2 separate regions of the Mus musculus genome follow, and region 2 is linked to region 1. A link is a contact called in public promoter capture Hi-C data. All regions are on one chromosome and are shown on one strand. The core of a region is the stretch at or near the end of the contact, and the rest is flanking DNA. Distances in the headings are between cores, read along the strand shown. Region 1 holds the start of Zfp169 (zinc finger protein 169). Region 2 has its middle 72 kb from the start of Gm36784.

What was found. Promoter capture Hi-C pulls out the DNA fragments that hold promoters and counts their contacts.
Region 2: a contact with region 1 is called in a promoter capture Hi-C map of liver, with 1.9 times the contacts expected there. The contact joins the enhancer-like site here to the promoter of Zfp169 in region 1. A contact is called at or near these places in 6 of 39 promoter capture datasets (the C10 cell line, embryonic stem cells, epiblast stem cells and 3 more), 1 of 15 datasets of contacts at CTCF or cohesin (the NIH/3T3 cell line), 28 of 484 Hi-C or Micro-C datasets (the AML12 cell line, B cells, the BV-2 cell line and 20 more), 1 of 115 datasets of contacts at active chromatin or transcription factors (the 230-238 cell line) and 3 of 9 other capture datasets (embryonic stem cells, embryonic trunk and pancreatic islet).

Annotation. Positions count from the first base shown.
Region 1 is chr13:48,509,191-48,516,141 of GRCm38.p6, reverse strand. It overlaps Zfp169 (zinc finger protein 169), which reads left to right and starts at 2,706. Exons shown (of 5, transcript NM_026450.3): 1 at 2,706-2,847. It overlaps A830005F24Rik (RIKEN cDNA A830005F24 gene), which reads right to left and starts at 2,572. Exons shown (of 2, transcript NR_165458.1): 1 at 2,513-2,572; 2 at 1,303-2,008.
Region 2 is chr13:48,776,813-48,783,763 of GRCm38.p6, reverse strand. No RefSeq gene overlaps it. Among named protein-coding and RNA genes, the nearest start is that of Gm36784, 72 kb to the right of the region's middle. RefSeq lists an enhancer at 2,462-4,140. Within about 2 kb of position 2,938, at least 28 of the 459 cell types and tissues checked have an H3K27ac peak or open chromatin away from gene starts, as enhancers often do. A contact at or near this core is called in liver, where this site is marked.

The sequences.
Region 1 (6,951 bases), core at 1,457-3,956:
AAGAACACATTTCCTGTTTTGAATGCAGTTTCTTGTTCCTCCCAGGTGGAGCAAATAGCAGAGCGCTTTCTTCAGGTGACTCATCATTACTTGTTATTGCTTGCTGGTGTTAGTCAATTAAATGTTTCACTTCTGTGAAAAAACACGTTTGTCCTACACCTGGCTTCTCCTTGTGGTTGTTAACAGCTTGAACTCATGAGGACTTTGAGTTTTCTTAACTCTCAGTATAAACTGGCTGATGCTCTGAATGAAGTTGGCTATTGCATAAGACTTTCTAGTCGGCTTCATTTATTGACTCCGTTCTCCCAGGTCTCACCTCCTCTAGAGCAGTAGACATCATGTCTTCATTTTTTTTTTCCTGACCCAGTGTGCATACTCTTGTGAGAAAAAAAAAATGAACTGAAGGGCATTATAGCAATTTTGAGACAGAAAGTTCTTAGTGTCTTAAGAGATGGATTTTAAAAAAACCTTACAAACCTAGCTTATCTTAGGTGATGGCTTTTGGAAGTGTTTCGGATTTATGAGCAGAGTTGGCTCCTCAGCTGGGTCCCAGCTGCTGAGGTCTGTTCTGGGTCCAGTCCCTTTATCTCTCTCTATCTTTTTACACTCGAGCATGCGGGTGTGTGTGTGTGTGTGTGTGTGTGTGTGTGTGTGGTGTGGGTACGTATGTGTTTGCACATGTGCATGTGTGTGGAGGTCAGAGGCTGACGTCAGGTGTCTTTTTCTGCCACTCTAGTCATACAAATTGCATGGTGGCACACGCCTTTAATCACAGGACTTGGTAGGTAGGGGCAGATGAACCTTTGTGAGTTTGAGGCCAGCAGGGGCTACAAAGTGAGTTTCTGGACAGTTTCTGGAGAGACCCTATCTCAAAATGCAAAACAACAACAACAAAATTGAAGCAAGGTGTTGAGCATCCGAACCCGAATCTTCATGCTTGAGCACCATGGCATGCACATTATCCACTGAGACCATCTCCACATGATATTTCTTTTTACTTAATGTATTTTTATTTAATGCATTTTTATTTATTTTTATAAGTATTAATGTGTTTTGCCTGCAGGTAAGTGCACTGTGTGCATGCAGTTGTCTGTAGAGACCAGAAGAGGGCATCTGATCCTTGGAAGTGGAATTCTAAGCAGTTGTGAGCCATCTTATAGATGCTGGGAACTGAACCTGGGTCCTCTGCAAGATTCCCAAGTGCTCTTAACACTCGGTAGCCACCTCTCCAGCGCCTCTCCTTATTTCCTAGTATTATTCTTACTGATTTTATTTTTTCTTTATCTGAACAATATAGACCCATTTTACTGGCATGACATCTTTTAATTGAAAACTTGACATTCCATGTTTTTTGCCTTATCAAGTGTGGCGTGTATCCTAAGTATGCTCAAACTTAAAAAAAAATAAAATGAAGTTACTTGTAAACAATTTGATCTTTTCTAGGCTTAGTTTTGCATTTTCCTAGGTGAAACAAGAAAGGCTCGGGGGCCCCATCTTGTCTTCCTATCAAGATGAAACCATTTCCAGGTATTATGTACAACTCTGAAGGCTTTATGGCCTCATAGGAAGAGGTGTTGTTCCTCACCCCCTTTATTCCCACTGACATTTTTCCCGGGACTTTTCCCTGGGATGGCACAGCTGTGTGTCGCGTGCTGTCAGTGTTCGGTGAACGCCCGAGGAAGGAGCCACTGAACCTCTGTGGATTTCTCTGGTCCTTCGTACTGTCCTTTGAACTGAAGCTGCCTTGGTTTCCCCAGGGCCCCGGCTTCGTCTCAGGTTGACCTCCAGGTCTTGCTCGGGTCTCCCTTCTCTGTTCTGTGCCAGAACGGTTTCTCACCAGGGGAGTTCGCTGCTCACTTCGTTTATTGTCCACATCACTGATATTCCTCCATTGTTTCTGTGTGCAGTGCTTCCCCATCGGTTTCTTAGTCCATGTTGTCCTTTTAAAGCTTGTTTTATGTGGAAGACTGAATCTGGTCCCTGTTGACTTCTGCTGTTTGCCACCTCACTTTAAGAAGCAAATGGGAAATAATTTGAAAATACTGCTCACGTCAAATACTAGAAATACAATTGAAAATTCAAATTCAATTAAATTGAGTTCCGCTCAAATTCCTAGTCTTTTCGCAAAGATTTTTGTCTTTCTGTTACAACCAAGAAGTGTTTTTTTGTATGAGCAAAATAGTTTAAAACATTACACTATGAATATCTTCAAACTTAGTTTGCCCTTGTCTTTTTGTAATCATTTTTTAAAAAAAGTATTATTTTCAAGAAACAACACCCACAGTATCCACACATGCTGCAGTTTAAAACACACGACTCACAGGCACGTAAAAAAGAAAAAAAACAAAACAAACAAACAAACAAAAAACCAACCAAGATTGAATTGGCAGGAGGAAGGCATCTAGATAGCACATCTTTTTTAAAAGAATTGATTAATGAGCTTCCTTAGAAGTACGCAAAGATTACTTCGGTTTGGCTTTTCTGCTTTTTTTCTGTTTCTCTAAGATCTTACCCTGTTGTCTTGCAGTCAATGAAAGAGTCCGGCAGTGCTAGGGAGCCCCTCCTATAGTCTGAAGCTTCGGGTTGCAGCCAAGTCAGCATGGGGTGTCCTGCAGTACGCGGCATTCTGGGTATTGTAGTTCCCCCATCTCTAGCGCTGCGTGGGTAGTGAAGTGCGCGCGCGTCACCCCGGTCGGTGTACTTCCGCATCCTGCAGTCGTCACCTGTGCCTGTGGACGATTCTACTGCGGTTCTGGTGAGCGAAAGTGCAGACGTCCTCGGCTCTTGCAGATCCCTCCAGGCGGGGAAGAGTCCGGAGAGCTGGCGTGGGCCACCCACAAGGTTCAGGTGTCTGCCGCTGCTCCATCCTCGATGCGTGGAGTCTTTGGGAGTGGAATCAGCTTCTCTGCCCATCCCGGAGGAGGGTCTCGGTGAAGACCCTGGGATGGGGAGGGGGCCATGTGAGAACGGGGTTAGGGGTCCACTATCTTGTCCTAAACAAGCTACAGGTCAGTCTGGCCTGCTTCCCAGGCTATGACGCTGTAGGTGTGTCCCCTGTGTTAGTGCCAGGTCAGGGAGATTGGACCTGGGGCATCTAGATGTCACCTTTCCACCCCCGCTCTCTGTTGAGGTTTGTGAGGGATCAGAGCCATCCTCCACAGGAACAAATGTCTGAATTGGTGAGGACAGAAGTCTTGGGGAGCTGCACTCATCATGAATTTGGAAATACAGCTTGGTCGCTTGCCTTGCGGGGAAAACATACAGAATTGCCTGGCTGAATGCAACGGCAAAGACCAAGAGACTAGAGCTAGTCTTGAAGTTTGGAGTCTTGGTGTGTGACAAGGCTTGTGTGTGTGGTGTGTATGTGTGTGCGCGTGCGTGCCTGTGTGTATATGTGTGTAGGGGGGAGTGGGGGTGGCCTTTTTACACATTGTGGGCTAATGACCTTGTGTGGCTCCCTTGAGCTCTGGGATCTTCCAAGAGCCTGGAGTGATGTAATGGGAAGAGACATTTCCCCCATGACCCAGGGCTTGTTGGCTCCCTGAATTTCTGGCGGTGTAGCCTGGTTTCTCCTTTTCTCTTTAGTTCTCTGATCTATATATACAACTCATTTTGATTATATTCACCACTGAAAATTCTGTCCCCAGTCCACCTATCTTTGTGACCTATCTTTCTTTTTTGTTTCAAAACCCTTTAAGACTAACTTATGCTGAATTCAATATTCTTGAATATTTCATTGGATTGTTATTGGCTTACCTCGGGCTATATACTCTTAGAGAAACCCTTCTCCTCCTCTCCCAGCAGCTAGTAATTGCCGTAGCTTGGTACTAGGTATTTGGTGCCGAACTCTTGTCTCTGTGCTGAGATTTGTTCTGGTTTGGGCTTGCACGGGTCTTGTGCATGGTGTTGTAACTGCAGTGAGCTTGTATGTACAGTTGCCCTATTGTCTGTACTGGCTGGTTTTGTGTGTCAACTTGACACAGGCTGGAGTTATCACAGAGAAAGACGCTTCAGTTGGGAAGTGCCTTCATGAGATCCAGCTGTGGGGCATTTTTTTGGTTGATGATCAAGGGGGGAGGGCCTATTGTGGGTGGTGCCATCTCTGGGCTGGTAGTCTTGGGTTCTAGAAGAGAGCAAGTTGAGCAAGCCAGGGGAAGCAAGCCAGTAAGAAACATCCCTCCATGGCCTCTGCATCAGCTCCTGCTTCCTGATCTGCTTGAGTTCCAGTCCTGACTTCCTTTGGTGATGAACAGCAATGTGGAAAGTGTAAGCTGAATAAACCCTTTCCTCTCCAACTTGCTTATTGGTCATATTTGTGCAGGAATACAAACCCTGACTAAGACACATTGGTACCAGGAATGGGGTATTCTTGTGACAACCTGATGATGTTTTGGGGAGGACTGTGGAAGGACTTTGGAACTTTGGGCTAGAAGATCCATTCGGTATTAAGAGCTCTGTGGGATGTTGTATAGGAGCTTGGAAGATAATGTTGAGAACAGTGCACAAGATGGAGGCCTGGCTTGTGAAATTTCAGAGGGAAGACTAAAGACTCTTATCAGTGCCGCTGCTATTTTTATTGTGAAGATTCTGTGGTTTTGGTTAGCTGGGGCTGAAGAATCTGCTGTAAATAACAAGATACCAGAACTACTAAAGTGAAAACTTTGCATTACTGGGACTATTGATGCTGGTGAGCTGGAGCTAAGAAATTGAGATGGCTCAGGGGGTAAGAGCACTGACTGCTCTTCTGAGTTCAAATCCCAGCAACCACATGGTGGCTTACAACCACCCGCAATGAGATCTGACACCGTCTTCTGGTGTGTCTGAAGACAGCTACAGTGTACTTATTTATAATAATAAATAAATCTTTGGCCAGATCGAGTGGGCTTGACCTGAGTGAGCAGAAATCTTAAATTCAATTCCCAATAACCAGATGAAGGCTCACAACTATCTGTACAGCTACAGTGTGTACTCATACACATAAAATAAATAAATAAATCTTAAAAAAAAAAAGAAAGAGAAAAAGAAGTTAGTGGTGATAAGAAGAGACCAGCATCACTGAGGTGAAATCTTCTGGGAAGTGTTTTCTGAGAGCACAGAGGCTGTGTTCGAGAGATAGCCAAGGTTGTACCTTGTGCTGTGGCTGGACTTTGTAATGTGTAAGAGTCACTCAGGTTTTGAAGGCATGAAGGGGTCATGAAGAGCAGCTGAGGCTCTACACTGTGAGAGACCATAGAAGGCCATTGGTGAAGGTGCAGCCTCAGTTGCAATTGATGGCCCAGGACTGAAGGGGTCATGCAAAGAAGTTGAGGCTTGGCACCATGAAGAGAGCCTATGAGAGGCTATTGGTGAAGCCTAGTTACAGTGGGAGATAGCAGTGTTTTGGAGATGTCAGTACCATGAGATGACCATTGAGAACAGCAGCAGCAGTGCAGTACAGGCAGCTGGAGCTTAGAAGACAAGGAGTCTGCTACAAAGGGCAGAACTGGACAAGTGACCCAAGCCCTTGGAGGAGCCCAGAACATCATGAGTTGGATCCCAGACATTGGATGGTTGGAATTTGATTTTGCTTTTGATTGTGACTGTGCCCTGATATTTTTCCTTCTTGAAGTAGTTATTTTAGTGGAGCCCACAGTTAAGAGACTTTGAATTTTAAAAGACTTTGAATTTTAAAAGATATTGGATATTTTAAAGGGATTGAACTTTTAATATGCAAAGACTGTGGGGCTTTTAATGTTATTTAGATCTTGGGGATGAATAAGAAATTAAGGGTTGAGGCTTAATAGTGATGTGTTTGTGTGTCAAGTTGACAAGGGGTCAATTGTACTGACTTGACAGTTTTGTGTGTCAACTTGACACAGCTGGAGTTATCACAGAGAAAGGAGCTTCAGTTGGGGAAGTGCCTCCATGAGATCCAGCTGTGGGGCATTTTTTTGGTTGATGATCAAGGGACCCATTGTGGGTGGTGCCATCTCTGGGCTGGTAGTCTTGGGTTCTATAAGAAAGCGAGCTGAGCAAGCCAGTAAGGAACATCCCTCCATGGCCTCTGCATCAGCTCCTGCTTCCTGACCTGCTTGAGTTCCAGTCCTGACTTCCTTTGGAGATGAACAGCAATGTGCAAAGTGTGAGCTGAATAAACCCTTTCCTCCCCAACTTGCTTCTTGGTTATGATGTTTGTGCAGGAATAGAAACCTAACTAAGATATGGTCTGAAGATGTTGTTTCCTTGGAGTAATCCACCACCTCTGGCTCTTACAACCTCTTTGCTACCTGAGCCTTGGCTGGGGTTTTGTGGTATATATGTTTTTGTTATGGCTGAGATGTCTGCAGTTTTTTGTTTTCTACACCTTGGCCAGCTGTGGGTCTCTGTGTTTAATCATCATCTATGCAAAATGGAAGTGTCATAAATGAGGATGGAGAGAGATGCATTAACTATGGGTAACCCAAGAAATCATTACAGATTGGCTTAATACTATATCCATTTATCCGTGTAGTGGTAGTAGGTTCTTTTCCAGGAGCTATTGCATGTCTAGATAGGTTCTGACCTATCTGCATATCTTGCCAGGCTAGTCATTATTATAGTTTGCAGGGCTCATAGCCAGGTCCAATTGGTGATTTTTTTTTTTTTTTTACCCTGGTAGCAAGCACAGCACCTTTTAGCAGTTGGAAGCTAGCCAGAAGTGACGAAGCTTCCAAGCCAGTACCAGCTTGATCCCCTCATGTCCTTTGGCTCAAATATGTGGTGTCTTCAGCAAATAGGGTCTTACTATCAAGTTTTGGAGAGTAACAAGAGCATGGACAATAGCTTGTAATGTTTGGGGCGGATCTTCTGGGCCTCGGTGGCCAACAACTCCAAAAGAGGTAAACCCGTTCCTAGCAATGGACTTTTAAATTATTAGTCTCTGGTGTCTAGTGTGTGGGGGTGTTATTGTTACAGGGTAACTGCATTTTAACC
Region 2 (6,951 bases), core at 1,689-4,188, 270 kb before region 1:
CCATGTCCCTGCCTCCTTTCTGAGCTCAAGCCCATTTTGAAAGTCATGTCCAACAGGGAAAGACCATGGTCTGTGCCAGCCAAAAGCTGGCACGAAAGCCTTGTGCCTCTTCTCTCCCATGGGCAGACTGTATACAACTATCTACTCCCTGTCCCCCACACCAGCATCTTCCAGAGGCTTGATCGTCAAGTCCTCCCTTCCACCTTGGTCAGCTGGGCCCTTTCCCTCCCTGATTTTGTGTGGCAAGATTGCATCCTCCAAGAAGCCTTTCCAGGTTCTCCAGGCTGAGCCCTTGGTGTCACAGGGTTGACCTGTTGTTTGGTTGTTAGATTTTCCTAGAAAGCCATGTTCTGTTCCCGACTCCATTGGGGTTTCCTCTGAGGCAGGAACCTCTATCTCCTGGGGCTTTCATTCGCTGGTGCTGGGCAGGAGGTCTGCATCCAATCTCAGAGGCCTACCTGTGTTTGGAAATCCAAGCCCGAGAGGTGGGGTGGGCCCTGCAGTTGGGGAGGGTTCTGAGCTGATTCGTTAAAAGGTTTTATGAAAGCACGCTAAATAGACCGTGCAATTGCGAGAATAAGTTCTTCTCTGGTGGAAATTACTCAGCCATTTGGTTCTTATTTTGGCGAACGTGGTTCGGCCCTTTTGAACGCACTTGATACGCCTCGGCTGCCAGAGCAACAGGAAGATATGCTTTGAATTCCCTGTAAACCCCGTGTAAACACCAGGCTTACGGGTAATTGCAACAGAACCCGGCTCCACCCCGCAGCCTCTGCATGCCACCCCTCCCGACTACTGCCTAGGCCTGCAGCCCGCGGCTCCGCCCCTGGGCTTCAAGGTCTAACACATGCCCAGACAGAGGCTGGGCTCCCAGAAGGGCTTCCTCCTGGCAACAGGGAGCTGGTAGCTTCTTAGCCGGCCGGCCTTGGTGCGCTTCATAGTCACTACATCTCTGGATTCCTGCCCTGGCTTTAGCAGAGAGGCTGTGGCCTCTGGACCGCTCTGCCCTGCCCACTTCCCCCAAGCCTGTGTGTTCTGGCGCCCTGAGCTCACAGGACATCACCAGCTCTGACTTTTGGTGGACGTGGAAGCCTTACAGTGGTCTGGCTTTCAGGGTTGTGGCTCACATCGAATCTGGAGGGGGCCTTCTTGCTTTCTAACCTTCCTGCCTCTTGTCAGGCTCAACTGGAGCATCCCTCAAAGGCCAAGCTGGAGCGCAGCATAGATCTGGGGCTGAGCAGCACTGGCCCCAGCAGCAGTGTGAGAGAGGACTGTAGTTTGGGTCCCAGGCAGCCGCTTAAGTGCTGGGTGGATGTAGCAGCCCACCTGCAAGCCCAGCACTCAGGAGGAAGAGACGGGAGAGCTCAGAAGCGACTAGGCTAAGTTCGCCAAATTCTCAAGCTCTGGGTTCAAGTGAGAGACCCTGCCTTAATATGTAAGGTGGGGGGCAATTGAGTAAGGTATCCAATGACAACCTCTGGACTCCACATACCTACACACACACACACACACACACACACACACACACACACACACACAGAAGAACCCACACATGATCATGCCTCCACACACATGAACCCACACATGATCATGCCTCCACACACATGAGTATACACATGATCATGCACACCCCACACACAAAGAGTGACTGAGAGAGATAAAGAAGAGATGATTATTTGAGAACTCCCTCCTTTCTGATGGGATTGATGCTCTTCTTACGGACTCAGCTCACTGACTTGTCTGTCTCCTGACATTTGAGACTCCAGTGTTTCCACCTCTGGAGGATGAAGCCTTGGGAGCAGAGACCAACCCTTGCAGGCTCAGGTGTTGCTGGTGCCTTCATCCTTACCTCCCAGCCTCCAGAACCATGAGAAACCAATCTCTGATCTTAATAACTGGTCCAGCCTCTGGCATTTTGTTTAGCAACCTTAGTGAGCTAAGCCCCAGATCTTGCCAATGGGCGTGTGGGGCTCCTCCCATTCTGCACTCCGTTTCTTCAAGTCCCTTGGGGACCATGGTCACCTCAGAATCTATTTCTCCCCATGTCTTTGTGGCAAGTCAATGAATCAACCCAGAAAGGGGCTCTGCATACTGTAGTTAGGAACTTCCTTGGACAATGAAAACAGCTGGATCATCTAGAGGCTTCTTTGCTCACACATCTGGCTGGGGTGGGATGACTCCGTATGACTTGGGCTCTGTGGTAGCATGGGTGACCTTCTTTAGGTCGAGGTTCTTATGAGGAAGTTCCAGGCTCTGTGGGAGAACTTCCAGAGAGCCTAGACAAGGTTAGTAGTGTTGCAGCCAGAAAGGCTGTCCTGGAATCACTACCCCAAATTCTTGTTGATCAGACTTCACAAACCCGGACATATTCCAGCGGAGGCATGTGGACCCCACTTCCCTACTTCTTGATGGAAGACATGTCAAAAGTTGCAGCCAAATGTCCTTCTCACCAACACAAATAACAAGAATACTGTGACCTTTCCCAGGGTCTGGCCTGGGCTTCATCCTGGCCTGTGCCTTGAACCCTGCTTGTGTATGAATTGGACGCTGCTATCCTGAGGTTCTTTTGAGGAAGCAGGCATATAGCGCGGGTAGTATTTGGCCCCCGTGACTCCTGGAGGTCCAGAAGACCTTATCCTTTGACAACAACTGCACATTACATTCACATGACTTCATTCTTCCACGACTGCTCACTGTGTACCCATCCTGGTGGCCAGGCTGCATAAGGCTTCTGTTTCCTGGAGCTCATGGGAGACTTGAGAGAAAGCAACTGGGACACACCAGTTCCAGGGAGGCAGCATGGGAGCTGCATGGAGAAGGGAGCTTCAGAAAGGACTCGCTAGTTATCTGACACCAGGTGGGGAGCAGGCTCAGACTTGCAGATGGACCTTTCAGCAGACAGAAGTGACTAGAGAACATGAAAAGGTCCTGGGGTACAAAGGTCCTAGGGTGCCACTAAGCTGGAAGGATCTGTGAGCCAAACCAATGAAGTCAAGAGAGGTGTGAGTAGCCATGTTGCCTGGGGCCATCTTGCAGGTTCTTTGGGTCCTGGGAGAAATGAGAGGGTTGATGGGGACACTCACTTGAGGCCTCTTAAAAGGTAGCCTGTGCCCTTTCTTTCTACCCCAGGCTGCAGGCTGAGATCTACCAGGAGCCCTGGCCTCCACAGGGATATTTGTTCAGGCCAGTCAGTGCCAAGGCCTGCCTCAGATCCCTGCCCCCACCCCCTCGTCCCACCTCTGCCTGGGTGCTGGTGGCTGTCAGGCAAGGCAGGCGGCAGATCAAACGCCCCCGCCCCCCCAGGGCCTGGCCTTGCCCATCAGGAAAACATCACGTGGCACTGGAATGAGGTGATTTCGAGCAGCCGATGTGAGGAAATGGGTATTTATGTAGCTGCGGGCATGGTTTTTATTTTCCCTAATTTTCAGATTACTTTCGATTAGGCCTCTTCGGAGTAGAAAAGGCTTGAAGTGAAATCGATCCTGCCTAAATCATTATGGCCAGCTCAGCCCCGGGCTGCCTCTGTAGACAATTACCCCGGACCCTGGGGTTAGGGGGCAGACTCCAGGCAGGGGACACTTCCCGGGGCTCACCCAGACTTGAGCTGGCCCAGGGCCGTTGTGCCTTGTGGCACACAACAGCCATTGATTCCCAGTCTCTGGCCAGAGGGGTGGGAGGGAGCCGAGCAAGGACTAATTCCCATCACCATCTGGACTCTATCTCTGCTCCCACCCCTAAACCAGGACAGGGAGGGGGCTGGGAGAGGGAGAAGGGGGAAAAATGCCCAGGCCAAATTCAAATGCTTTCATGAATTTTGCAGTAGAAATGTTTTGACGTGAATATTTTTGTCAGTCTCTAGAGTTTGCCAAAAGAAACTCAACTCCCAACCACAGCTCGAATGTAGTCTGCAGTTGGCTCTGTAGCCACTGCAGGACAGGCAGTGGGCCCCAGCACCTGCAAGGCTAGCTCACAGGGGTGGCATGTGAGAGGTTCAGGGGTCCCAGTGATACACCCGGAAGACCCCATGGGGCACTTTGCCTCCAAGAGGAACCCTCAGACATCTGAGGGGTGGATACATAAAACTTGGGAAATTCCTGGGAAATTCCTCTGACAGCAGGAATTTGCTTCTGGAAACTTGGACCAAAAAAAAACCCTTTTTCTTTCTTCTTCTTCTTCTTCTTCTTCTTCTTCTTCTTCTTCTTCTTCTTCTTCTTCTTCTTCTTCTTCTTCTTCTTCTTCTTCTTCTTCTTCTTCTCCTTCTCCTTCTCCTTCTCCTTCTCCTTCTCCTTCTCCTTCTCCTTCTCCTTCTCCTTCTCCTTCTCCTTCTCCTTCTTTTTCTCCTTCTCCTTCTCCTTCTCCTTCTCCTCCTTCTCCTCCTCCTCCTCCTCCTCCTTCTCCTCCTCCTCCTCCTCCTCTCTTCCTCCTCCCTCTCCTCCCTCCTCCTTCTTCCTCCTTCCTTCTCTTCCTCCTCCTTCCTCCGCTTCCTCCTCCTCTTCCTCCTCTTCCTCCTCTTACCTTCCTCCTTTTCCTTCCTCCTCCTCTTCCTCTTCTTCTTCCCCCTTCCTCTTCTTCCTCCCTCTCCTCCCTCCTCCTCCTTCTTCCTTCCTTCTCTTCCTCCTCTTCCCTTCTTCCTCTTCCCTTCTTCCTCTTCCTTCCTCCTCCTTCCTCCTCTTCTTCCCCCTTCTTCTTCTTCGTCCTCCTTCCTCCTCCTCTACCACCTCATCATCATCTTTCTCACCCTCACAGGGTCTTACGTAGCTGAGTCCCTCAGAGTCAGAATGACTTTGAACATATGACTCTCCTGCCTCCACCTGCTGAGCATTCAGATTACAGCCATGCCTGATTTACTGTGTGCGGGGGACAGAACCCATAGCTCCATGCATGTTAGGCAAGAACTCTACCAAACAACTTACATTCCCAGCCTATTTATGCTTTTCTTTGTAAAAACATACATTTTTATTTATTCATTGAGTATTTCACACACATATAGAGTGAAGCTGGATCGTAACCACCCTAACTAAACCTTCCCCCTCCAACTTCCTTCTTTGTGTCCATAACTATTTATTATTATAATTGTAATTGTTATTGGTATTATTTTTAAATCACTGAATGATTTGTGCCATCCATACGCTCATGGGCACCTGGTCGCACACAGGGGCATGGGAACCTACCAGTGGCCACGTCCTTAGAGAGAGTCTCCTTCTTCAGTGACCATCAACTGCCATCAGCTCCTTATGGAGGGAGGGAGCCTTGGGGACCCCTCCCACACCATGCTGAAATTTGTTTCTGGTTGATCTTACATCTTGAGGGGGTAACCCTTACTGCTTTGAGATCACGTGAACCACAGCTGTGTCACTCGCCCCTCCCCATCCTCCAGATCTTGCATCCTCTCCACCCCCTCTTCCTCAATGTTCCCTGGGGAGGTGGCTGCTACAGATAGCTCACTGCAGTTAAGCACTCACTGTCAGTTATTCTCAGCCCTTAACAGTCATGAGTTAACCCCTCCCCGTTGCAGCCACCAACTTCTCCGAGCAAAGTTGATGACAACATAGATCTGGCAGCTTGGCCAATGGAAATGCACCCTTCCTCATTGTTTCCCAATGAGTCTGAATAGCCAAAAAGACTCTAAGTGTATGTAACATTTCCTTTCTCTCTCTCGTTCAATCAGCAGGGACTCAGATGAGACCTTGTTACTATTCTCAGTGACAGACTAGGTGGGCAGAGATGATGTGCCCTTTCTGGGTGTAGTGGTTGACTGTGATGAGAAAGCCTCTCTAAACTGGAGACAAGGTGCAAACTGCAGTGGGTGCTTGTAATCACAGAGACCTCTCCCGGCTCCCCAAGACACAAGAGAACAGAAAGGTGGGCAAGCACTCTGGTCATGGCCTGTGACTCGATGAGCCTACAGGATGCTTTTGTCAACCAGCTGCAGCTGACTGCTCAGAGCCTATGTTGTCCATAAAGGCTCTCCACTCAGAAACGGGCTTTTCCTCTTGTGAAGGGCTAGGTAAATCACCTTGTACTGAAACCGGTTCACCACTAGTCACCTAAACTTACCTAACGTCATTCCCTTCCTTTATTTTTTTCAATTGTGACAAAAATATGTACAACATAAATTTATTGGTTTTTTTTTCTTTTTTTCTTGTCTTAGTTTATAGAGTTTTTCTACATAGCCCTGGCTGTCTTAGAACTCACTCATTAGACCAGGCTGGCCTCGAACTGAGATATCTGCCTGCCTCTGCCTCCTGGGTGCTGGGATTAAAACCAGTTAAGAATACTGGCTGCTCTTCCAAAGGTCTTGAGTTCAATTCCCAGCACCCATATGGTGCTCACAACCAACTATAAATGGATCTGATACCCTCTTCTGACCTGCAGGTGTACATGCAACAGAACATTCAGACATAAAATTAATAATAATAATAATAATAATAATAATAATAAAGAATATCACAATGATAGCCAGGTGTAGTACATACCTTCTTTAAAAAAACATTTTATTGATTCTTTGTGAGTTTTACATCTATAACTCCAATCCCACTCACTTCCCCATCCCTTCATATTTGCCCTCTGCCATTGCAACCTCCCCAACAAGAAAATAAACAACAATAACAACCATAAAAATAAGCAAAGCAAAACATAAAAAACATCTTGTAGGGGAAGCTGTGGTGTGTCACAGTGTGTTACACAGTATACCTTCAGTCCATACACCTTCACTTGCAAATATTCATTGCAGTGAGTCACTGGTCTGGTTTGGGGATCTCTGGTTCCTGCTACACCATCAATACTGGAGCCTCACCGGGACTCCTTTCAGATATCCTCTTGTTGCCCTCTACTGTAGGTATTCTGTAGCTTTGGATCTGCAGGAGCAGCCTAGCCCTCTCACAGGCTCCAGCAGATTATAAATGAGGTAGATGTTAGGGTGAACCAACTCAGAGCTCTGGATCTTGGTCT